Linked DNA regions of Mus musculus: regions 1 and 2 are each linked to region 3. Evidence: chromatin contacts called from public targeted proximity ligation data. All regions are on one chromosome and are shown on one strand. The core of a region is the stretch at or near the end of the contact, and the rest is flanking DNA. Distances in the headings are between cores, read along the strand shown. Region 1 overlaps Glis3 (GLIS family zinc finger 3). Region 2 overlaps Rfx3 (regulatory factor X, 3 (influences HLA class II expression)). Region 3 has its middle 160 kb from the start of Gm35866.

Region 1 (3,813 bases), core at 1,180-3,679, 310 kb before region 3:
GGACAGAGGCCATGTCCATTATCCTGTGCACGAGTAGCTTTCCTTTAGTTAAATATTTCCTTTAATAATCTGTAAAGAGACTGAAGCACTGTTAAACAAAGCTGGGGCCTGGTGCTCACTGTGCTGAGCGCAGCAGCCTCAGCCTTTTCCAGATACTGCTGAGGTTCATTTTGGGTGGTTTGCCCCCAGCTCACACTGATTAATAGGGAATAGAGCTAAACGCTTAAGATGTTTAGTGGGAAGGAAAAAAAGTCAATCAATTATTCTCGATATGACTCTCTTTTCCTAGTGAGCCTTTCAGGCCCCAGGACTGAGGTTGGCCCCAGCCTTCTGTAGATGTCTTCCTGGGGCTGCACTGGCTGCATTTTCATCCTTGGTTGGGTTACCCAAGGCCAGGCCATTTTCCTATGGCGGGTCGCAGGCATTAGATTGGCAGTGTTTCCTGTGGGTCCTGGATTTTTACTCTTAAATGTAAGGGCAGCTTCTCAGACTTACCATTCAGAACAATTTCTGTGTTTTAGAAGGTTTCATTGATGGCATTTCTCTGGGAACCCAGACTGCTGAGTGTGCCCTCTGGAAGAAGCGCTACTATGCTGAGTTCTCCTTGGCCACGCCCTCTTCAGGCCATTCCCAGTCAGTGTGTAATAAAAGGTTAGATGATACTAACAAGACTGGAGTTTGAGGGAAGTTATGGAGAAGGGGAAATGGAGGACTCCGCTGTATAAAAACATCGAAAGTAGGAGTGTGTTCCCAATTTCATGCAGGGTGGCTCCTTCTGAGGGAGGCTCTGAGCCATTTTGAGGCCCTCCTAACTGGCCCTGTGTTTGCCCTCTGCACAAAGTAGGGGCTTACTTCAGGGAATCATGGCAAGATACATCCATGCATAGAACAGCCAGTGTCTGAGAAAAGTTTCAGAGTGTTGGCCTTCCCAGAGGGAACTGAGTTTTGACAAGGAAGGAAGGACACACTAAACCTCTCCCTTCAACCTAAAATTCCTCCAGGGAAATGGAGGGGAAAGAAAATGATTTTGCTGTGAACTGTTAGGTTAATTTAATCCTCACAGCACTCCTTAAAAATAACCGGTGGGTCTTGAGACTCGGAATATGTTCTTCTACTACATACCCATTCACTGTGTACACTAGGTCCTGCCATAGTTCAATAATTAATATGTAACAGACCTTAACACACACAGACATACACACACACCATACCCCACATGAAATTTAGCTGCTCAATACATTGAGGTTCATTGCTCTGTTATTTCTACTTGTGTAAGATACTTAGCATTTTCCAGAATAAAGTATTAAAAATAAGTAAACTATTTTGACCTAACTTTTGGAATGAAGAGCGTGTTCTCTTCCCCTTCCACACGACAGCAGCACCTTGCTTTTTGCTGGGTAAGCTATGAGAGAGAGTTGGCCAGTTTCCCAGTGTTTCTGACAGTTTCTGAAATCACCTTGTTCAAGAATGAGGTGAGGGCTGGGTGTGGTGATGTACATCTGCAATCCTAGTACTTCCAAGGCTTCTGCAGGAGCTTGGGGAGTTTGAGGCCAGCTTGGGATAGGTAATGGGGGAGGACAGGGGACAGGAGAGGTGTGCATCGCCCTTAGGCAGTGATCTGAAAAGGCAACAGATAAGAGCGGGGAGTATTGTAAAAGATGTTGAGATGATTGCACACGGTCGCGGACAGTTTTGGATCTCTGGCTTGGTATAATAAAAGTTTATTTATTTTCCAGGTTGTAATACAGCATTTTTGCAGTTGTGCAGTAACTCAGGATCCTTCAGTATGGGTGTGGCAACCTGAGCCCACTATGAAGGAGATCCTAATGATTATTACAGAGTGATGCGTTTCTTCCTTCGTATCATTGGGCAGGACTCAGGCACGTGGTGTATAACAAACAACTGCAAGGGAGGCTGGGAGTGTGGTCTCCCCGTGGACTCAGGAGAAAACTTGGGAGGTATCAGTTTTTGGAGCCAAAATCGCCCCTCATTTCCTCTCCCTGTGCAGGTCTTTTCTGACCTCTTGAGGAGAAGGGGCACTTCCGTCAGTTTACTCTGAGTTTCCTGTGAGGGTGCTGACCACATCTCATCACACTGGTTGGTTGGTTGGTTGGTTGGTTTTTAAGGGAATATTCCTTTTAATCAGTGCTAGCCTTGAAAGTTTGCTTTTCAGTTTGCTAAGTCTTTCCCAGGCCATCCGTCTTTCCCCCTCATTTTTGCTTTCCAAAGATTCCATTGGCATCTGATCACCACCGCTGGGAAACTCTCCTTATCTCATATGGATTACTCAGTTTCCCCCCCACCTTATCCTAATTACATGTTCTGGGTGCATGATTTGCGGTTGATCATCATCTTCTAACCCCTGAGGCTGTGTGGTGTTTTCCTGTCCCACAGGCTCTTGCCCTGAGGAATATCCTGTCATTATCGAGGGCAATGTCACAGATGAATCACCAAGACATTCACTATGGAGCAAAGAAATTTGGGTGTTACAGCTACTTCGCCAAGGGCCCTGAAACACAGCATTTCCCAGCTGTTCATAAAGTAGCCTGTTTGATACACACACTGTGGTCCTAAATGTTCTTATGTTCTCTGAACGCTTGCTTTCAGTCATGAACTGGCACGTACTCAAGGAAAGAATGTCAGTGAACCTCTATGGGCAATTTTGGTACATTTCCACCATTACATTCAAACAAAACGAAATTGCCTGACTCTTTATAATATGTCCTTTAGTGTGTTTAAACTTGCAGAATTATCCCTACAGATGACAAATTGTAAACAGCATGCAAAAACCACAGCCCTGGTTCAAGGCCTATCTCAGTGTTCCACCGACATTCACCCTTCTTAGAAATGTTTAAAGTGTTTTAGGAAAATGGAGCTAGGCAAACAGGCTTATCGGCAATAAAAAAAAAATCATTGATTCTAATTAAGAGGCGTCACATATGCAGAAACAAAGCTGCTTTTGTGTGATAGAAAGCCGACCTGCTCTCTCAGATGCATGGAGTGCTTTCCAGTGGCTTTAGATAATCATGCTGACAAAGTTTCAGGGCCCTGACCTTTTGGCCCATCTCAAGTGATTCAGCTGTACTTGTCGAAACTTGTCTAAGGTGTTAGTGGGAGGTGTGCTGGATACAATTGTTGTAAAAGCACAGTAGTGGCAAAGCAAGCTCTTGTTTCTGAAAGCCTGGAACTGCATCTTGAACAGAGGTGGGAAGCTCTGGCGTTCATGGGGGCAAAGTCCGAGTGTATTGAAGCTGTTTCCTCCTGGTAACTAGCATTTCCTACAGCAATACATACCCTAGTGTACTCACCCACTGCTGGTGAGGACTCCAACGTCTCCGGCTGTCTGGGTCAGCCTGATCCTGTCCCATTGTGTGTTCCTGGAAGGTTGCATTTAGATTGTGACCCTGATTTTATGCTGTGTCCACAGAATGGGGTCTTTATGACGGAACCAGTCAAGGAAGGCACTGTACACTCTGAGCAAATAATGGAGAAATCACTCTAATTGCTTACTCGATTGAGGTGTTAAATCAAAATCAACAACTGTGCCACCCGCAACTTTCCTTGAATTCAGAACTTAAGAAAAAAAATGAATTTCTAGACCATAGGGTCAAGAGCATAGATCTTGGTGAATCAATGGGCAATTTAGTTCTGAATTAAGAGTACATATCGACCATTTGTACTGCCAATGATTTATTTTCAAAGAGTTCCATAGAAGGCATTTCTAGTTGCCTGATTGTATATTTCCTCCAAAGATTGCCTTGCTAATTACCATCAGTGAGTAATAGGGATTGCCAAAAAAATAAAATAAAAATA
Region 2 (3,605 bases), core at 125-2,624, 300 kb after region 3:
TGTTTTCTATGGTCTGGTTCTCAGTTATCTTGGGCCGTTGGCGGGCCCATGGCGTTGTCCCACCTCGGGTTCAGGGCAGTGGGTGTGCATCCTTTATCATTCTCGCCCATTCTCTAAGACTTGGTTTTCATAACTATCTGTAGCCACCGGAAGTGCAACTGTGGTAGCCTCCAGGCTGGCAATTTTCACAGCTTCAGGAAAAATGCCCTCTGGGGCTATGTGTTCTTTACAATTTTTATTCAAGTAGTATATCCCTTTATCTGTGTGAGTGTATGTTGTGTGTGTGTGTGTGTGTGTGTGTGTGTGCGAGCGCAGGCAGGCTAGAAAAAGGTGTTGACAGATCGATTGGATTGGAGTTACAGAGAGTTGTGAACTGACCATTGTGGGTGCTGACAACCAAAATCTGTTCCTCTGAAAGAGCACTAAATTTTCTTAACCCACTGAGCAATCTCTCTAGTCCCATCATACCCATAATTTTAATTAATGGGGGTTTAACTCATCCTGATTTGAGTGTTAGTAATAAAAGTTTTATGTTTCAGAATCTCTATAATGGTATTGGTTTTCTTTATGTAAAAATATACTGTCAAGCTATTTTTTCTCCAGTTTAAAACTAATAATTTATACTTATGACAGACCATTGATTGCTATGATCTTACGTTGAATCAGTCTTCTAAAATTCTTATAGTTTATGTGAGTATTGCCATGTTGTTTTACCATAAAATACTATCATAATAACTTTGATTTATTTGGTTTAAATGGGAAGTGGAATTAGCATCTTGGTCTTTCTATAAGGTAAAAGGAAGAAGCAATTTGAAGATTAAGCTGTATATCTTTATCACATTCTTCATTCAGAAAGCTGAGTCATTTTAATGGAATCACAGTCAGAGTACTCAGCCTTTGCTTTGTGTGAGAGAGAGTATTTCAGGAAGGAAGAACCCAGTAATCGATGGATGGACACAGTCAGTTATAGGCTTATAAAGTTCTGTTTGATAAGCAATTGACTAGATCAGATTATTAATCTATTTAATTTGGCATGTTCATTGTATGTGATAAAAAGAGTCCAACTGTGAATTTGAGTGTGTTAAATAATTTTCAGGAAGCCCCCCCACAAAGGACATTTGAATGCCTTAAAACTTGAAATAAGGCATGGTTGTTCCAAATACACTTGATTTGCCTAGGTTTACCCATCAGGTTGAAGAGATGCTAATTTGTTACATTCAGCAGCTGGGTTTTGCAATATTCTTTTCCTCCTCCTAGGGTCTAATTAGCCTTCTTTCAGAATGTGGCCTATTTAGCCTTAGATTCTCATGACTCATCCAGAGCTGGCTGTACAAAGCAGAACCCTTAGCAGGCGGGTGTGTCCAACTGCTTAATTAGCCAGAATAAAAAGGTCCTTTGTCAAGCAAGCGCCTGCTGCCCCTGACACACCTGACAGGCACATTAGGCAAGGATGACTAGGCAGAAATTGTGCTTGTCTCTCCTGTAAGAGTATACAACTCATTTACATGTGGGCTACATCAGTGACAAACTGCAGGGGGTTATTTAATTTATCAAAACAAAGTAATGTGACTGCTTTTGTGATCCATAAACAAATATCACTTAACAGGCACTGAAAGATAAAAACTAAGCAAATTACCCCCAGGCGTAAACAAAACCTCCAAAACTTCTGCTGGTGAACGAGAGAAAATAGGTTATAAGCACCCAGTGTTGCTCAGGGGGTTGAAGCAATAGCCCAAGGTAGCAGGCTTCAGGCACTGCCCTCCTGTGAGAGAGAGTTCTCACTTTGCACAGATGGAGGGGAGTCCCCAGAATGCTACAGTGTGTCAGTAGGTTAGAACAGTCTGTTAACAAGCTTTCCTCAGAGGATTGTACTCTCCCGATGTGCTGTACACCGTCATTGTTCTGATCAGATTAGGTCCTCTGAGCTAGTGAATGGAAAGTGCTTCTGGAAAAAGAACCTGCATTAGAATCCCAAACCTTTCTCACTATCAGTCTCAGGCTCTTTGTTGAGAAACTGTCCTGACCTGAGCCTGCATCGCAGGACACCCAGTGAGCATGGATTTTCAAGTCAGACAGAAGTTGAGTGAATTCCGATTCTTCCTATTTCTGCCTGCATGCTTTTAACAATTTTTATTTTATTTATTTATTTATTTATTTATTTATTTTTTTTTTTTTTTTCGAGACAGGGTTTCTCTGTATAGCCCTGGCTGTCCTGGAACTCACTTTGTAGACCAGGCTGGCCTCGAACTCAGAAATCTGCCTGCCTCTGCCTCCCAAGTGCTGGGATTAAAGGCATGTGTCACCACCGCCTGTCTTTTAACAATTTTTAAAAATCCCACCCATGTATCAGTTTACACAGTTGTTAGCTAAGGATACCATCTGCATCATGGGCTTCCTGTGAGCATAAAGCTAGAAATGTATGTAAGGCATTAGACTTTTTTCTGCAATCAGGAAAGGACTTTGTAAATGATGGACCTAATTGCAGTTATAGCCATTTATGGGAGTGATGGGATGAGCCTGGCAGAGAGTTTCTTCTTCTGAGCTGATGGAGGTGTTGAAACTGGAGCAGAATGAAGCAGTGTCTGTCAGGAGAGCTTGCTCAGGGTTTAACGCCATTGACTGTCCTTGGAGAGGATGGTTCCCAGCACCCACATGGTGGCCCACAACCACCCATAACTCCAGTTCCAAAGGATTGAAAACGTCTTTTGGATCTCCTAAAGAGTCAGGCATGTATTTGTTGCACATATATACATGCAGCAGAATCACTTCAACACATAAAATGAATATAATGAAATTTAAAAAGCTGGTCAAAAGCATAGAAACTGGGACTAAGCAGAAAGTATTCTGGGTTTGACTGACACTTGATGCACTAGATTGGGCTTTTGATGCCAGTTTGGATGTGGCAGAGGCAGAGCTGGAAGACAAATAAAAGGTTCTCCTACAGTCTCGCTTTACATTTAAAAACGAGCATTTGTCCTTACTTGTTTAGTTTACTCCCGTTGAATAGTTGACATATTTTCTACCTTTTTCAGTGCCCCATTCTAAAACTTAAATCACTCTTTTTATTCTATTTCCCTTTTCCCTGCTTGTTATTAAACTCAGAGATTCCAATGTATCCTGTGAAGTCGAGAGCATGAACTTCACTGTAGTGTCAACCCTTTCCTTGATGTTTCCTGTGTGTGTGCTAGTGAGCCAGGGATGGGATTCGACATCTTCAGGCCTCCAGTTACTCACCTATAAAGTGAAGGACATCATAATTTCATTAATTAGTTACAATCACTAATACAAAATACTGGCACATAAGCTCATCTTGGCGCAGTTTTAGCCAGCTCTGTGGAGAGCAGGAGGGGATGGTAGTGTAAGAGGTGTCACTGTGGAAACCCATGCATAACGGATGAGTCAGAGGTCAGGAGACGCCCTAGCTGGCCACACATGCCGTCTGAATGTGTACACCATACAGACAACGTCTCCTGGTCATCCTAAAGCTGGCGAGACTGAGCGCCATCCCAGCAGACGCTATGTGTTCGTGGGCTATGCCTTGTCCTACAAACATCTAGCTCTGTTGTTAGAGCACAACAGTAATCAGTACTCTGAGTGTGCATGAT
Region 3 (3,449 bases), core at 144-2,643:
TACACATTTTCAAGTGAGAAAGAGAGAAAAAAAAGGCTGGGAGAGGTGATCTCTTTGCCTGGGTCCACCCTGAGCTGGTCATGCACTTAAGGCCCAGTGTCAAGTCATCTCACTCATAGCTTCTACTTTTCCTTCATACCTAGCGGCCTCATGTTATCCCATGATTCCTGTCACCCTCCTAGCCCTCCCTTTTGCTTCTATCAAGGGCTTTTTAGCTACCCTCCTGCAGGTAGCTAAGTAGTGGGGCCGTGTTCACTTGGAATGGTTTCTCAAAGCCTTGCCTCCCAAGGACAGAATGATTGGTCCAGGAGTGGCTGCATAATCGTCAACAGCACCTTCAGAGTCTTTTCTTAAAGGGTGGTCACACATGCACACTGAAGCTCTCTATTTCCACTGAGATCGATGTGACCATGATCTTATTGCCATCCCTTTGAGATCACAGTGACTAGTTTGTGGATAAAGCCAACAGAGAGGAAGGCATGAGAGTGATGGGAAAGAAGCTCTTGTTTGAGCTTCCAGACTTAGTTGTGTCCAAAGCTTGCACTGTAATACATCTGGGCTTTTTGGTCACAGGAGCCACTTGTTACTATATAGTTTCTAGAGTCTGCATCCATGGGCTCGGGCTGGTAGAGTCTCCGGTGGCACCAAGCATCACAGAGCAGGAGGAGCACACTTTCCCATCATGGGGCCTCTACCCTGATGACTCTGTCTGATCCTAATCACTTCCTGAAGGCGCCAACTCTACACACTGAGGTTAGATCATTTCTATTCTAACACTATTAACATATCTAAACTATAGCACACGTGTCCTGATATAACTTTTATTTGTAGAGTATTTTTGCAGTACACCAGTCAATACTTCAGGTCATAGAGGCAGGTAGTGCTCTGAGGAAAGGCTGACCCCCCTCAAGGACATAGGGTCTTGGGTATTATACCCTGAAAGAAAGGCCTGTTTCCCAGTACTTGGGAGGCAAAGACAGGCAGATCTCTGAGTTTGTAGCCAGCTTGGTCTACAGAAAGAGATACAAGTGTGGCCTTGTTGCAGAATGGTAGCACATCTGACCCCAGAGAGAGTTCAAGGACAACCAGAGCTATACAGAAAAACCCTGTCTTGAAATGTGCGCAAGCACGCACTGCGTGCGCGCACACACACACACACACACACACACACACACACACACGGGGATTGGGGGGAGACAGAAACAGAGAGACACAGAGAGAGACAGAAAGACAGAGACAGACAGAGAGACACGGAGACTTTTTGACCAGCAGATATTTCTTGAGTTCTCTCTGGCACAATGCTGTTTCTTCACACTATCAATATAAGCCTGTAGTGTAGCTGGTAGTCAGGTGGGGCAGGATAAGTATTGACTTTAGAGAGAGATTGCATTTAATTAACTTTCTGAGTAATGCTGTGTCAATAAAGAAAAAGACATGGGCATTGAAGCCCAATAAGGAAGCCAGGAGGCATGCTCAGGGTTGACAACAGATGGGATCCATAAGAGGATTGGTTACATACGTGCATAAATGATGGAGGAGCCGAGAACCAGATGAAATCCTGAGACAACCCAAGCATTAGTAAGAACAGGAACTCCCGCTGCTTTCAAGCCTAGAAGGTAGAGTGACTGGAGCCAGGAGACCCAGGTTACTGGGTGGAATCTGGATCTAAAGTGTCAAGCAAGAAACAGAAATGAGAAAATGCATTAAATGAAATGAAATGCATTTAATTGAGAGCTTGCTTACAGTTCCAGAAGGCAAGTCCATGGTCATCATGGTGTGGGGACGTGACAGCAGGTAGGCATGGTCCTGGAGAAGTAGCTGAAAGCTTACAACTTATCCACATACGTGAGGCAGAAAGATTGCCTTGAGTCTCAGAAGACTTTTGGACTTTTGAAGTTAAACTAAATACATTTTTTGCACTTTTCATTAAGATATGACCATGGACCTATGGGGGCCAGGGAATGGAATGTGATGGTTTGAGTAAGAATGGCCTCCAATGGCTCATATATTTAAATGCTTGGTTAGCAGTTGGTGGGCCTGTTTGAGAAGGATTAGGAGGTGTGGCCTTGTGGGAGGATGTGTGTCACTTCACAGAGCAGGGATGGGGTTGAGATTCTAAAGTTATAAAAGCAAACCAATTTCTCCTTTTCTCTGCCTGCCGCCTGTAGGACAGAGCTAAGCTCTCAGTTACTGCTCCAGTGCTGTACCTGCCTGCCTCCTGCCATGTTCCCTGCCATGATGGTCATGAACTCTACCCTATTGCTGAGTTTCTTCACAGCAATAGAAAAGTAAGCGAGATATGGGACTTAGTTAGCTTTTGTTTGGGAACGCTTTTACTGTTTTCCTCTGTGTTTCTGTCCCACCCTCTCTCCCTCCTTCCCTCCCTTCCTGTATCCTGTTGCTTTTTCACTGGATTGACATTTAATCCTGAGTTACATCAGACATATCCTGGAAACAAACAGAGGCGTTAGGAACAGCCACATCTGCAGGAGCAACCAGTCTAGACATCTTTTTTATTTTTTTTTTCTGTTCCTGCTATATGTGGGTTGGGGGAGGGGTCCTTGTGAATTTTGGTTTCCTGGAGGGCAGCACAAACACTTGCCTATAGACCTACCAATTCTTCATGGCTCCTGGCCTGACCATGTGTCATGAAGAAGATCGGGCCATCCATGAGAACTAACCCTATTGAGTTGTTCCAAGAAAGGGGAAAGGACTTCCTGAAATGTGTGGGTCATCTGCTCTGCCCTGTTTTAAATTTCCAGAGAATGTGGCAAGCCATGGAAGCCAGAAGGTCACCTAGCGAAGTTAACTCATTTAGGTAGTCGGTTCATCTGCAATGTGTTATAGTTTGCTGCTCAACAGCGAGCAAAGGAAAAGCTTAGCCTGGCACAGACATGCTGCCTAATCTCTGTTGATATTGGGAGGGTCTGCAGCTCATCAAGTGGAAAATTAGAATTTAATGGGAAATGACTCTCGGAAAGGAATTGAGACATCTTCTTGTGTTTTACGTGTTATAAAGTTGCATGACTTCCAACTACTTAATTACAGAGCTATTCATTCCCCAAACATGTGTTGAGTAACCAGTTAGTGTGTCTCCTTAGTTTTCTTCAGAAAACAAAACTCATGAGGGTGCCACTAGGAGAGACTCCCCCCATCCCAGTATGTTCTCACTATCATGTAAGCATTTTTTTTAGATGGCTAACATTTAGGTAAAGACATATTTTAATTAACTAATCTGTTTCTCATGCTATTGTGAGGATGGAGCTGTAGATTGAAGAGAGCCCAGCCTCTAAAGGCAGAGTCGTATTCTATTCCCAACACTGCCATCTATCAGCCTCCTAGACTACGGTGAATCACATCCTGTCTAAGACTCTAATTTCCCATTGAAAGAATGAGTTGTTACAATACCCATCACACAAGGGAAAATCCAGTGATAAAAGAAATCTCTA

What was found.
Region 1: a contact with region 3 is called in a targeted proximity ligation map of pancreatic cancer cells. A contact is called at or near these places in 2 of 130 datasets of targeted methods (kidney and pancreatic cancer cells) and 1 of 9 other capture datasets (embryonic stem cells).
Region 2: a targeted proximity ligation map of pancreatic cancer cells shows a contact between it and region 3. A contact is called at or near these places in 1 of 484 Hi-C or Micro-C datasets (muscle stem cells) and 1 of 130 datasets of targeted methods (pancreatic cancer cells).

Annotation. Positions count from the first base shown.
Region 1 is chr19:28,517,122-28,520,934 of GRCm38.p6, reverse strand. All of the region lies in intron 4 of Glis3 (GLIS family zinc finger 3), which reads left to right. Among named protein-coding and RNA genes, the nearest start is that of Gm35866, 150 kb to the right of the region's middle.
Region 2 is chr19:27,902,625-27,906,229 of GRCm38.p6, reverse strand. All of the region lies in intron 1 of Rfx3 (regulatory factor X, 3 (influences HLA class II expression)), which reads left to right. Among named protein-coding and RNA genes, the nearest start is that of Rfx3, 110 kb to the left of the region's middle.
Region 3 is chr19:28,203,800-28,207,248 of GRCm38.p6, reverse strand. No RefSeq gene overlaps it. Among named protein-coding and RNA genes, the nearest start is that of Gm35866, 160 kb to the left of the region's middle.